2 separate regions of the Pan troglodytes genome follow, and region 2 is linked to region 1. A link is a contact called in public Hi-C data. All regions are on one chromosome and are shown on one strand. Each heading gives the region's core, a stretch centred on a gene start, on an enhancer-like site or on the middle of the called end of the contact. The rest is flanking DNA. Distances are from core to core; before and after follow the strand shown. Region 1 overlaps MAP4 (microtubule associated protein 4). Region 2 overlaps CDC25A (cell division cycle 25A).

Region 1 (6,507 bases), core at 2,816-5,315:
GTGGGGAAGCCCTCGGACTGCACCCTGGCCTCCGCCCAGTGCAACGAGTACAGTGAGGAGGAGGAGCTGGTGAAGGGCGTGCTGATGGCCGGCCTCTACCCCAACCTCATCCAGGTGCTGCCTCTGGGAGGGAATGGAGTTCACCAGGTCCCAGCCTCCTTCCCTGTCTGCAGCTCCTTGCTCAGCCCCACCCGTCTTTTCCTCCATCCCTGCAGGTGAGGCAGGGCAAGGTCACCCGGCAGGGGAAGTTCAAGCCCAACAGCGTCACATATAGGACCAAATCAGGCAACATCCTGCTGCACAAGTCGACCATTAACAGGTGAGGGCATGCAGGCCTGGATGGGGCAGCTGGGATGGTCCAAAAGGGTGGCCTCACCAGCCCTGTGTTCCCTAGGGAGGCCACACGGTTACGGAGCCGATGGCTGACGTATTTCATGGCAGTCAAGTCCAATGGCAGCGTCTTCGTCCGGGACTCCTCTCAGGTGCACCCGCTAGCTGTGCTGCTGCTGACCGACGGGGACGTGCACATCCGTGGTGGGTGCCTGCAGGCCTCCCGCCCACCCCGCTCTGCAGCTGCTCCTCCGGGGCCTGGCCTCACCACAGTTCCCCACCATCTTTTCCGTTCCCTCAGATGACGGGCGCCGGGCCACCATCTCACTGAGCGACAGTGACCTGCTGCGGCTGGAGGGTGACTCGCGTACCGTGCGGCTGCTGAAGGAGCTGCGGCGGGCCCTGGGCCGCATGGTGGAGCGGAGCCTGCGCAGCGAGCTGGCTGCACTTCCCCCCAGCGTACAGGAGGAGCACGGGCAGCTGCTTGCGCTACTGGCAGAGCTGCTGCGAGGACCCTGTGGCAGCTTTGATGTGCGCAAGACAGCTGACGACTGAGCCCTGCTTCTGCTGGGGCTGTGTACAGAGTGCAAATGTTTATTTAAAATAAAGTTCTATTTATCCCTTGTGACCACTGCTGTCCACTAGGGGCTCCTCTCTCAGGGCCTCCATACACTGGGCCACGGTTCCCCAAAGAGGAAGGAGGAAGGTAGGTAGGTAGAGAAGAGAGTGAGATGATGCTTATTGCTGGGGGACAGGGGCTGGCTGTGGCCCCAAGTCTTAAGAGAGAAGGGTGTTGGAACCTCCTCCCTTCACCAAGAGCATGAAGCAGCGGTGCTGTTAACCACCCCAGTCCCCTGGCACAGCTGCTGCTCTGGGTATCCACCACAGGAAGCCTGTCAGAACTGTCACTGTCCTTGTAGTTTTGGACAGTAAGTAAGCAAGTAAGTAAATGTCAAGTAGCCCTTTATCAGGCAGACTAGGGGAGAGTTCCACAGGTAGCCAAGGCCCAGGGCTATGTGGCACAGTGGTCCTTCCCGTGTCCACATCAACAAGTTCACAGCCGAGGGGCTGAGCTGAGGGCAGGAAGATCCAGGGAGGTGGTAGATGCAAAACGAGACACAGAAGCACGAAGCCTGCGTGATGGGACATCAGGCAGCTTTATTTACTCTTAAAACTGTTACAACAGAATCATGGACTGACACAGGTAATGGCTGAGCCATAAGCAAATCGAGAAGTACAGAAATGTCCCACCCCAAACAAACAGCTGCGGAGTACACATCACACAGGGCCTCTGGTCCCGGCCTTCTCAGGTGCTCTGGAGTGGAGGATCCTTTGAGGGAACTCTGACCACTCCTGTTGTCTACCTAGAGAGCACGCCACTTGGGCCACCTACCCCCAACCTTTGGCCAAAGGAGTGAAAGGACCTGGAACCTGTCATCAACCTCAGCATCCTCATGACCCAAGGACAGACGCAGTGGAGGCAGCAGGTACTCTGGGCCTGTGCTGTTGCCCCTGGGGTGTCTCCTGACTACTCAACCCTGTTTCCTTCCCACTTTCATCCCAGCAGGCCCTTTCTTCCTGCTGACAAAACACTGGCTCCCTCATGTTCTGGGCACAGCAGAAGTGTTCTGCACATGGTCTCTACGGAGGAAAGCTGGTCCCCCTGGCCCAGGCAGCACTTCCTCCGTGAGCCCCTGCAGTTTCCTGGTGTGTGCTTGGGGAGCTAGGGACATGGTGTCAAACTTCCACAAGGCACTGCTACCTCAGAAAGGGGGAGGACCTGTCAGGCCCAGGACAGCCTCCCTGCACATGGAGATCAAATCTAAACCTAGGTCAAGACCCCTACCTTCTCCAGGGATGCCAGGACCAGAGAAGGGCAGAGGTCAGGAGGGGGCCTGAGGAGGCCAAGTCTGGGGCAGCCTCCTCAGAGGCAAATCTACACTGCAGCCAATCCCCCTCCAGAGAAGCCCTTGGAATCTCCCAGGCCATTTCACTACAAACTTATGTTTGAATCCTTTATTAGAAACCATGCAAACTTTAATACAAAAAATACAAGTGCAATAAGAATCTTTGTGTCAATACAGTTCCCGGGATTTCTCCTCACTGCAGCCATCCCAAGGCCTAGCTGGGATGCCCTCTGTGGGCCTTGCCTCTCCTCCCTCCCCTCTCCAGTCAGGGCATAAGGGAAGCAGATAGCCTTAGTCTCATGCCTTTTATTTTTAAATTTCCAGACCTGATTTCCTACTATCTGCATGAGGCTCCCTTGGACATGAGGGCTTACATGTCCTAGGGTGCGGGTGCCGGCCTGAAGGAATTCCATCTCCTGGCCCTTTCTTGTTCTCCAGCCCTGGCTTTTTATCCTAGGGCTGACCACCAGATCCCAGGGAATGGGATAGAGATGCCAAAACCAGCCTCTTGGTTAGAAAAGAAAAGCAGCATACAACAAAATGGCAAAACCAACCAGTCCACGCTCCAAGAGCCCCTTGTGTGCCTGACCGGCTCACCAGCCACAGCCTCTGCACCCCTCTTCCCTGCCGCACCGCCTCCAGGGCCCTAAGCTGCCCACATCCTTCAGCGGGGGTGGCATAAGGATATCTCCGCCCTGTTCCCTCTAACACTTACTGAGGACTTTCATGTAGACATGGCTTCAACCTGCAGAACTATTTCGCCAGTTTTTAGGTTATTAGAAAAAAATAAAAGGACAAAACAAGAAAAATGTGACAGCAGCTAGGCGGGTATGTTAAGCATGGGGACAGGCAGCACTGACCCCCAACTTGGGGCAGGGCAGCAAGAAGGGCCCGACACCACCTGCATGGGGGGGGGGGGGGGGGCGCCCATTTGTGGGACCAGAGGGAGAGGCAGTGGCTTAAGCTCCACGGTCAGCGTCCTGTCACCACTCGGAATCCACCTCCACTCTTCCCTCCAGGTAGATCCAGGGAGGAGGGAGGGCATGTCAGTTTCTTTTGGGTTTGGACCAAAGAACCAAAAAAAGAAGAGGATAGAATCTGGTTCTCCTCTCCTAGATCCCAACTTAGCCTCAACCACCCCAACCCCCTCCCAACCTCCTCCACGGAGCAGTGGCGCAGTGATGGGGCAAGACCAAAGCAGGGAGATGGGCCCAGGCTGGGGAGTGAGAGGAGGTGTGGGGCAGGGCTGCTGCTGCCCCGGACACGCAAAGCAGGAGGGAAGGCGAGCCTAGCGGGCTGCCCAGCACGGCGCCCAAGCGCTCACTGGTCTAGTGGACAGCCCGGGAAAGGGGGCCAAGGACCCGGGAGCCCGAGTTGGGGCCGCCAGGGAAGTGTGGGGGGCGGGAGACAATGTCGGCCCCGTGGTCGGTGCGGGCCCTGGCATTTGCCCGGAACGTCAGCCTGTAGGTCTCAATCTGCAGTGACATGGGAGGAGGGAAGGGAGAGGGGAACAGGGGAGACAAGAGGGGAACACGGGGGAGACGGAAGACGAGACCAGAATGTCATCATTAGATGCCTGGAAAATAAAAGGTTACTTCATTAAAATTTAGGCCACACTCTAGTCAAAAACAAAGGAGTTTCAATTTGCGGCCAGTGGCAGGGCCCCTGGCTGGCCCTTAGGCCGAGCCCAGCCACTTACTTGTCTCCTGGATCTGGCTGTCCAAGGTCTGGGCCTCCCTTTGGTCACCACCCCCTGACAGGGTGGGGTGGCCATTGAGGCCACTGGCTGAAGTGGGGGCGCCAGCTTCAGGCGCTGCCTCAGAGATGGCCGGCTCCTCCCCAGCAGGGGGACCCGGACACAGAGGAGCCTCGCTGCCACCGCCCTCAGTCTACAATGAAACAGTGGGGGAGACAGTGCAGGGTCAGTCGAGGGGGGGAGTGGGATGGGGTGATGGTGGTGGGTTTCACACACAGCCCCCACCCTTGCTGCCCTGGCACCCACTGGCTCAAGGCACAGTTGCTTGGAGAATCCCAGGCAGGTGCCCCGGCCCCACCCACCCCACCTCACCTGGGAGACCGACTCCCGAGTGTCAGGAGCAGCTGGACCAGTGACACACTCTTAGAGCCCCTCTGTGGCATGTGAGGCTCTGATGAAGCCTCTCTGAGGGCAGAGGTGCCAGGCCTCAGGCTGGTACCAAATACGTAGCCATGACAACAGTGAGCAACAAGCCTGAAGGGTAGCCCCCTGAAGGGTGCAGCCCACCCTCCCAAACCCTCCCTGAACCCAGGCCACCCCCTGCACACAGAGTGGGGTCCTCAGTAGCTCCCAGGCAGCCCTGCCTGCACATCTGTCTGGTCAGGAACACAGGTGCTGAGGCCTTGTCTGTGCGGGGCACCATTCTGGGACCAGGGGTCCATGGGAGGCAGAAAGGTGTCCAAGGAGGTATAACCCAGGGAGACTGTGGAGGCCTGGAGGGCTTCATAGGAGGAGGACATTTGGGGGACATGGAACATTCAGTGTGAGGAAGGCAGAGAAGAAAGAACAGCTGCGAGAGGCCACTGGGGAGCTGGAAAGCGTGTGTCGCCAAATACCCAAAAAGTGACAAGGGAGAAGTGGTTTCTAATCGGCATAGTGAGAAATAGGCCTCGATTAAAAACAATAATTCCAGAACTAATAAGGGGATATAATGTGAACAAGGAAAAGAACACAAGGCTTAGGGTCAGAAAAGCCCAGATGTGAATCCTGGTCCACACTCGCTTGCTGTGTCCTTGGACAAGAGACTAAAGCCAAGTTAAGGCCCCACTGAGACGGGCGCGAGAACGGCATCCTCACGAGGTATGGGGGGCACGAACTGAGAGCCTGTGGCAGCAAGGACCCCCCCAGATGTTCCTGGAAGCTGATCAAGGCTTCAGTCAGAGCATCAGGAGAGGATGGGACAGGGGACGGGCTGGGCAGTGGCTGGCACTGGGGAGCAGAGATGGAAAGGAAGGCCCAGGGCAGCGGCTCCTGGCCCCTCTCCCCTGCGCACCTGAACCCGAGCAGCAGCAGCCATCCTTGTGCTCGGGGTCTGCAAGACGCCCCTCATGGGCCCCCCACCCACGGATGACATGGAACATAGGACAGACAGCATCTTGGCACACAAAAGGTCTCACAGTACTGTGGAAGGAGGAAGGGAGGAAAGAGGAGAGAGGGAAGGGAGAAGAGGCCCAGCCAGTCATGAGGATGGGAACCTCTGCCACTTGAGCTCTGTCCCAGAGCCCTGCAGAGGGAGGCCCCAGGCAGGCCCTGCAGAGGGAGGCCCCAGGCAGCCTGCTGTCGCTGGCAGCTAAGAATGTGCTGTCCTGCTCCCAGCCCAGGAGCGGAGCCTGACATGGGGCGGGAACCCACATTCCCCTTGGCGCGAGACAGCTGGGGAGAACTGTGTGGTGCAGAACCCCCGCTCGCCTGGGGGTGGTCTGTGTCCCAGCCCGTGGCCTTCTCAAATGGCTGGATGGGCTCAATTAGGAAGGCCATGGCTCTCAGGAGCAAGGTTCTGCCTCCAGCTGACAGGTGAGGGGTGGCTGGGCTGGGGCCTCTTCACTTCTGCCTCAGTCAGGACTGATGATACACGATGGGAAAATGGCAATGGTGTGGGTGAAGACATGACTCCTGAAGAGACTGAGGGGCGGTGACAGGTGCCTACCTGTGAGGACCCTGACCCTAACTGCATAGTTCCCACCCCTCCCCAGCTGTGTCTCCCCAGTGACCCACTCGCTACCTTCACGGCACCTCCTGCAGGTAGGTGGCCCACATTATCGAGGGATCCCACCTTGGCCTGGGCCTTCTCCTTGAAGTTCAACTTCTGACTTTCAATCTTGACATCTCCTCCACCTGGAACCACAAAGGAACTGGTCACCTAGGGTGGCAGAGGAATATCCCTGCAGGCAAAACCAGGACTAGCGATATGCCCAATCTAGAAATGAGACAGACGTGACCTGTTCTGGGTGGCAAATGAAGAACAGTGAACACGTTTGTCTAAAGAGGACTTCTCGTATCACAGTGAGGCTGAGACAATCTCTCCGTCCAGCCAGTGGGAATACCTCCAAGAGAAGGAAAGCCATCCCTTCCACCACCCCATGCCACAGCTACCGAGCTGCAGGCCAGGCTTGGGCAGGCCTGGGGCTCCGAGCACAGCCTCTAGGGCGAAGCCTCTGCTTCTCTACTCTGTGTGGGAATGCCCTCCCGCTAACTGGGCCATGCAGTGCTTCTCAGGCACAGCCTCACTGAATT
Region 2 (6,507 bases), core at 1,441-3,940, 300 kb after region 1:
GGGAGAAGTGACTTACTCCAGGTTTCTCTGCTGGAGAGATGTAGCCTGAGTCACTATTGATTCATGCTTTGCCCTTCTTGGAGCCAAGTGCCCTTAAGTGTGATAAGCAGAGAAATAAAAATCAAAGTGAGTCACGGATGAATGAGCACATAATGGAGATTGTTTTGTTTTAGAGATGGGGTCTCACTATATTGCCCAGGCAGGTTTTGAACTCCTGGGCTCAAGCAATCCTCATGCCTCAGCCTCCCAAGTAGCTGGGATTATAGGTGCACAATTTGTAAAGTTTGAAAACATGAGGCCTGGCGCAGTGGCTTACACCTGTAATCCTAGCACTTTGGGAGGCCAAGGCAGGGGGATCACCTGAGGTCGGGAGTTCGAGACCAGCCTGACCAACATGGAGAAACCCTGTCTCTACTAAAAATACAAAATTAGCTGGGCGTGGTGGCACATGCCTGTAATCCCAGCTACTCGGGAGGCTGAGGCAGGAGAATCACTTGAACCCAGGAGGCGGAGATTGTGGTGAGCCGAGATTGCACCATTGCACTCTAGCCTGGGCAATAAGAGTGAAACTCCATCTCAAAAAAAAAAAAAAAGGAAAAAAAAAAATCTGAATCTATCTTCTTGCTTAGGAAATAGTCATACCAGGGAAGGATAAGTGTTACCTTTATGGGGGTTGGGTGCAGCTGAAGAGTTTATGATGAAGTCAGGGTAGGCAAGGGGCTTCAGCTAAGCTGTTCATTCTTAAGCTGGTGTGTGAAATATGAGTGTTGATTTTTTGTACATCTTTGCATACTTTAAATTTTTAAAATCTGAATCAGATCACACCTTGGATGGAATAGTTTTCCCCCCAAATTAAAGTGAGTTAAATTTTGCCCATGGTTTTGAGTTAACCAACTCTTGACCTTGTGGGTGTCCACACATAAATTTTTCTATAGTAAATGCAAACTTTCTGCATGGCAGGCTTCAAGCTCTAACAAGCAAGTTTCAGAGAGCAGGGGCATTCTAGAAACAGAATCCTGACCTCTTAGTGAAGCATAAAATGAGCAGAGGCTAAGGCTGAGGTTGCATCTTAGCATACGGGCTAAAGAGGTCGTTTCATTTTACAGGCAAAAAAAAAAAAAAAAAATTAAATTCTCAATAATGGGTTGACTTAATTTGCAATTTTAGGAAGGATAGATCAGACAGGAAGCTAGCTGGCCTTTGCAGCAATCCAGGGAAATATTACTTGCTCAAAGTAAACTTTAAAAAGCATGGTGGCTCACATCTGTAATCCCAGCACTTTGGGAGGCTGAGGTGGGAGGATTGCTTGAGCCTGGAAGGTCGAAGCTGGAGTAAGCCGAGATCACACCACTGCAACTCCAGCCTGGGCAACAGTGAGACTGTCTCAAAAAAATATAGGTATATATAATATAATCAAATATGCCTGAACCCCTAGTTTTCCAATCCATACATAAAGGACCATGTGTTTTCTATTCTGGGCGTCCCTCTGTGCTTCAGCCCAATATATTTTGTCCCCAGTAGCCCCCAGCATCACATTATGTGTGGGCACTGCAGCCTTGACCTCCTGGCCTCAAGTGATCTGCCTGCCTCGGCCTCCCAAAATGCAGGGATTACAGGCATGAGCCACTGCGGCTGGCCTCAGGCACACTTTTTATGCGCCCATTTCATCTTGCAAATCAATCTGAACCACAAGTTTTTGGAGTCAGAGCTTCTTGAGGAAATGTGGCTATCCCAAACACTAATTTTAGTTAATGTGGTCCCAGGACCTTAAAGGGAAATGTAATTCTCCTTAAATCCATCAAGAACTAGGCAGAGAGCATGGGTTCAAGATCTTTTATTTTCAGAGCTTCCAACAGTTGGTTAGTAATGCTAGCTAAGCTGGTATAATCTGAAGGCCATCCCACCTTTCTCTTTAGGCAGTCAACCAGCAGAATCTCTTTCTTACAAACAAGATCATTAACCAGTTGGAATCTGTCTCAATGCGCGTGTAGGAAGAAGTCCTCTCCCCCACATTTTTCCCAACAAGATTGTTTTATAGCCAAATGTAACTCAAACCCGTAACACAGCAACTAGCCATCTCCAGTATCACTGATTCCCACGCCCCCCCCAACCCCAAGAATAGGAAGTTGAGGTAAGAGGGGAGAGACTGTCTCCTGTTTAAGAAAAACCCGCCTACACCTCAGTGAAGCCGTGATGGTAAGGAGGCTGCCACCAGAGGGCAGGGATGAGTAGGCAGTGAAACAGGCCTCTCTAGAATCAATGAAGTCTGCCCCAGCTCCTTGGATGAGGTGTTCTTTTGAAATTCCCACTTTTATGGAGTTAGATAAGGGGACAACGGGTGATGATTCATCACTCCCTGTCTCTCAAATTAAAACATGATAAACCCAGAAAGTTTTACCTTCAAAATCCACCAAGCTCCCTCCTGAGAAAATTGTATCCAGTCATGTCCATGCCAGCACCCACTCCCTTCTCCTAATGCCCAGGGCTTCCAGCCCCTCTCCTCACTCTTGGGTGGTCCATCCAACACTGATTTGATACTCTTTGACTCATAATATGACCATTTTTTAAAAATTAGAAAATAAAAGCTATCAATATCACAGCAACATAAGGAAGACACTCAGTGGACATGCTCCTCCCCCATCCTGTGGAGCCCACCTACCCCCACCCCCCTTCCCTGGGAAACCTACACTGCAACATTCCAGCACTGAGCCGGGGGTGGCCCAACAGATGCTGCCTCAAGTGCTTTCCTGACTGTGGCTCCTATACCAGCCAATGTCATGGAACTGGGGTGAGGAAGAACAGGGCCACACCTCCCACCAAATAGATATCGGTAGCCAGTGGTGGGTCTGGGAGATTTAGCTTATGTCAGGCAGCCAAGCCTGGGTCCAACGCTCTCACCAGGACCTCAGTTCTTGGCTTAAATAGCAGCAGCCCCAGTACCACAGCGCCTCCTGGGGGTGACAGAGCACCTAGCTTTCTGTCCAATAACTTATAACAGGTTTGCATTTTCTTACCCACTTCTTTTTTTTTTTTTTTTAATTAAAAGCCGAGGTAGTCCCTGGGATAATAAAACCCTACCTAGAATGGCAGTATTTCAACCTAATGAAGCAGTAAAATAAGTCTCCAGGAGTTAGAAAAAAAAAATAAAATAAAGTGATTGATGAAGTTGAATAAATTAAAGATATGGATTATCCCACAAAGACCTTTCCTTCCCAGGTTGTCTTTGCTATTTGGCCAGCAGCATTTCTGTGTAACTTCTCTACTCCCCTCCGTCTCCTCTCCCCTCATGAGATGGCTGGAGCCCGATAAGGCCCCGGCTGGTTCATCCCACTGTGGCTCAGAGCAGCTTGACACGGTGCTCAGAACTGCATTGTGGCACAGTTCTGATATGGACGGAGGATGTCTAACAGGGACAGAAGAGGCGTAGCCAGCAAGATGCCCTGGGCTCCAACCTTTGGAGTGTGGGAGGTAGGTTTAAGGCATGGAAGTCCCAGGCCCCCTCTCCAAATGTCACACAGCCGTCCCCTTTGCTTAAGTTTCTCTGCAGCAAAGAGGGTAAAGGGGGATGGAGGGAAGCTTGGGCTGCTGCTGGCTGGTCCTGCCGCCCTCAGAGCTTCTTCAGACGACTGTACATCTCTCTCTTGCTCTTCTCCCCTGCCCAGGTCCGGCTCTTGGTGCGGAACTTCTTCAGGTCTTCTTTAAAGTCCTCGTGGTGCATGGGCCGGTAGCTAGGGGGCTCACAGTAAGACTGAGGGGACAGGAGAGAATAAGGTTAGGGTACACCTGCCTCACACCCACAACCTGGTTTCCCCTCTGCCTAGGGCTACAAGGCTGAAAGCGGCCAGGCAGACCTAGGCAGCCAGTTCTACAGGGGCTTTCTTTGGGTTCAGCAGATACCCACCTTGTCCCCCGACCCCTGGAAAGAAAGTCATGACCACCAGACAGATCCATTAGTCTACCACTGGGGGCGGGGGAGGAGAGATGCTCTCCACAACCCCAGTCTTACCTGGCATTTCATAAAGAACTCCTTGTATCCCCCCTTCAGGACATACAGCTCAGGGTAGTGGAGTTTGGGGTATTCATTACCCAGGCGATCTCTCTCTCTCACATACCGGCACCTAGTCAGGGGAAGGAAGGCCAAAGCAGGGTTAGCTTTTCCAGCACAGCAACAAGGCAACGCAGTCAAAGCAGCAGCTGTGGTCTAAGTCCCCCTTATACACATCTTCCCAACTTGACATTTATTCTTAGAAACAATCAGTGCTGAGTTGCAAGTTCCTGGCCACGTGAGCAGCACTCACAGCCAGTGCCAGTAGATGGTCTCTTCCCCAACTTTCCTTTCTCCAACAATCCTAGCATCTGAGTCCTGCCCAGCACCTTCACCACCACAGTTTGTGGCAAGTTTTCACTATATGAGCCAGCTTCCCCTTGCTTTCTCCACCCCAGCCTTCTCTTCAGCCAGGCTCCCTCACTCACCTCCTTCTACATAAGTGGGCTTGTTTCTTTCTGTGGCTTTTAAAGAGGCTGAACTTGCTCCTGCCTCGGGGCCCTGTTTCTATCCTCTACTTGGACTGAATGGTCTTCAATATCCAGCCAATGGCTGCTTACTGCCTCGCCCTTGGTGAAAAAGCCCCAGGCCCCAAGTCCTTCAGAGGCCTACAGCTCTACAGGCCCCTACTGCTGCTCTGCCCCTTGTTCACCCCACGCCAGCCCCTGCAGCCCCACTACTGTTCCTCCAGCCTGCCTGGGAGCTCCACCACTGGCCTTATTTTTCTCTGAAGCACCTTCTTTTTTCTGAGACAGAATCTCACTCTGTCACCAGGCTGGAGTGCAAGGGCGTGACCTCAGGCTCACTGCAATCTCCGTCTCCCGGGTTCAAGTAATTCTCCTGCCTCAGCCTCCCAAATAGCTGGGACTACAGGCGCGTGCCACCGCCCAGCTGATTTTTGTATGTTTAGTAGAGACGGGGCTTCACCATGTTGGCCAAGATGGTCTCGACCTCTTGACCTTGTGATCCACCTGCCTTGGCCTCCCAAAGTGTTGGGATTACAAGAGTTAGCCACCGCACCCAGTCACCTTTTTTTTTTTTTTTTTTTTTTTTGAGATGGAGTCTCACTCTGTCGCCCAGGCTGGAGTGCACTGGCGCGATCTCAGCTCACTGCAACCTCTGCCTCCTGGGTTCAAGGGATGCTCCTGCCTCAGCCTCCAAAGTAGCTGGGATTACAGGTGTCCGCCACCACGCCTGGCTAATTTTTGTATTTTTAGTAGAGACGGGATTTCACCATGTTGGCCAGGCTGGTCTCGATCTCCTGTCCACTCTGAAATGTAAGTTCCATGAAGGCAGAGATTTTTTGGTCTGTTTTGTTCACTGCTCTTCTCCCTCAGTATCTAGAAAGTTATCTGGTACACAAGAGCCAAGAGTATCTGCTGATTTTCTCTTGAAGCTCAGTGGTTTGGGGCCTTTGTTAGCTGCTCATGAGGGATGGGCAGCAGCTTCCTCTGCAGCACGTAGCTTAAACCATTTGCCTGTGGTTAAAAGGAGTTTGGCTGGGCGCGGTGGCTCACACCTGTAATTCCAGCACTTTGGGAGGCTGAGGCGGTGGATCACGAGGTCAGGAGTTCAAAACCAGCCTGGCCAAGATAGTGAAACCCTGTGTCTACTAAAACTACAAAAAATTAGCTGGGTGTGGTGGCAGGTGCCTGTAATCCCAGCTACTTGGGAGGCTGAGGCAGAGAAATGCTTGAACCCGGGAGGAGGAGGCTGCAGTGAGCCGAGATTGTGCCACTGCATTCCAGCCTGGGCGACAGGGCAAGATTCCAACTCAAAAAAAAAAAAAAACAAAAAAAAAACAACATTCACCTGTGAATCCCAAATCTTTCCCCAGTGGAACAACAGAAAGCCAGTGATGGCGAAACTCAAGAGGGGAATGAAGTGTAAGGGGTATCTGTAGATGGTGATATAAACATGCAGCTTGCAAATACAGAATACAGAGATGGGGCGTTTTCTGTATATCTAGGTGAAGTTTCAATATGGTATAATAATGTCCTTTATATTAGAGGTGTTAAAGAGGAAGATGGGGAAATGAGAGAATTAAGAGAATAGCATCTTTTGGGCTGGGCATGGCGGCTCACACCTGTAATCCAAGCACTTTGGGAGGCCAGGATTGCCTGAGCCCAGGAGTTTGAGACCAGCCTGGGCAACACAGTGAGACCCTGTCTCTACAAAAAATACAAAAATTAGCCAGGCATGGTGATGCATGTTTGTGGTCCTAGCTTCCTGGGAGGCTGAGGTGGGAGAATCACTTGAGCCTGGGAGGCAGAGGCTACAGTGGGCTGTGCTCCTGCCACTGTACTCCAGCCTGGACAACAGAGACTGACCCTGACTCAAAAATAAAAAAAAAAGAGAGCAGCATCTTTTGTGGGTTTAAAAACAATTTACATGTGTGTGTATGTGTGTCCAGATTAGTTTGTTTCAGGCCTATAATCCCAGCACTTTGGGAGGCTGAGGCG

Evidence for each region. A called contact is a pair of places that touch in the nucleus more often than the background predicts.
Region 2: a Hi-C map of induced pluripotent stem cells shows a contact between it and region 1, with 2.9 times the contacts expected there. The contact joins two enhancer-like sites. A contact is called at or near these places in 3 of 7 Hi-C or Micro-C datasets (induced pluripotent stem cells and stem cell-derived neural progenitor cells) and 1 of 1 other capture datasets (stem cell-derived neural stem cells).

What each region holds. Positions count from the first base shown.
Region 1 is chr2:51,871,491-51,877,997 of NHGRI_mPanTro3-v2.0_pri, forward strand. MAP4 (microtubule associated protein 4) reads right to left here. Exons shown (of 18, transcript XM_063805704.1): 16 at 5,996-6,108; 17 at 3,937-4,126; 18 at 1,469-3,813. The coding sequence ends at 3,806. It overlaps DHX30 (DExH-box helicase 30), which reads left to right. Exons shown (of 23, transcript XM_063805730.1): 20 at 1-114; 21 at 216-319; 22 at 395-534; 23 at 632-958. The coding sequence ends at 885. MIR1226 (microRNA mir-1226) reads left to right here and starts at 320; the gene lies at 320-394. Within about 2 kb of position 4,066, at least 8 of the 24 cell types and tissues checked have an H3K27ac peak or open chromatin away from gene starts, as enhancers often do. A contact at or near this core is called in induced pluripotent stem cells and stem cell-derived neural stem cells, where this site is marked.
Region 2 is chr2:52,176,316-52,182,822 of NHGRI_mPanTro3-v2.0_pri, forward strand. It overlaps CDC25A (cell division cycle 25A), which reads right to left. Exons shown (of 16, transcript XM_009445387.5): 15 at 4,007-4,118; 16 at 1,820-3,748. The coding sequence ends at 3,608. It also overlaps the pseudogene LOC104005553. Among named protein-coding and RNA genes, the nearest start is that of CDC25A, 30 kb to the right of the region's middle. Within about 2 kb of position 2,691, at least 2 of the 24 cell types and tissues checked have an H3K27ac peak or open chromatin away from gene starts, as enhancers often do. A contact at or near this core is called in induced pluripotent stem cells and stem cell-derived neural stem cells, where this site is marked.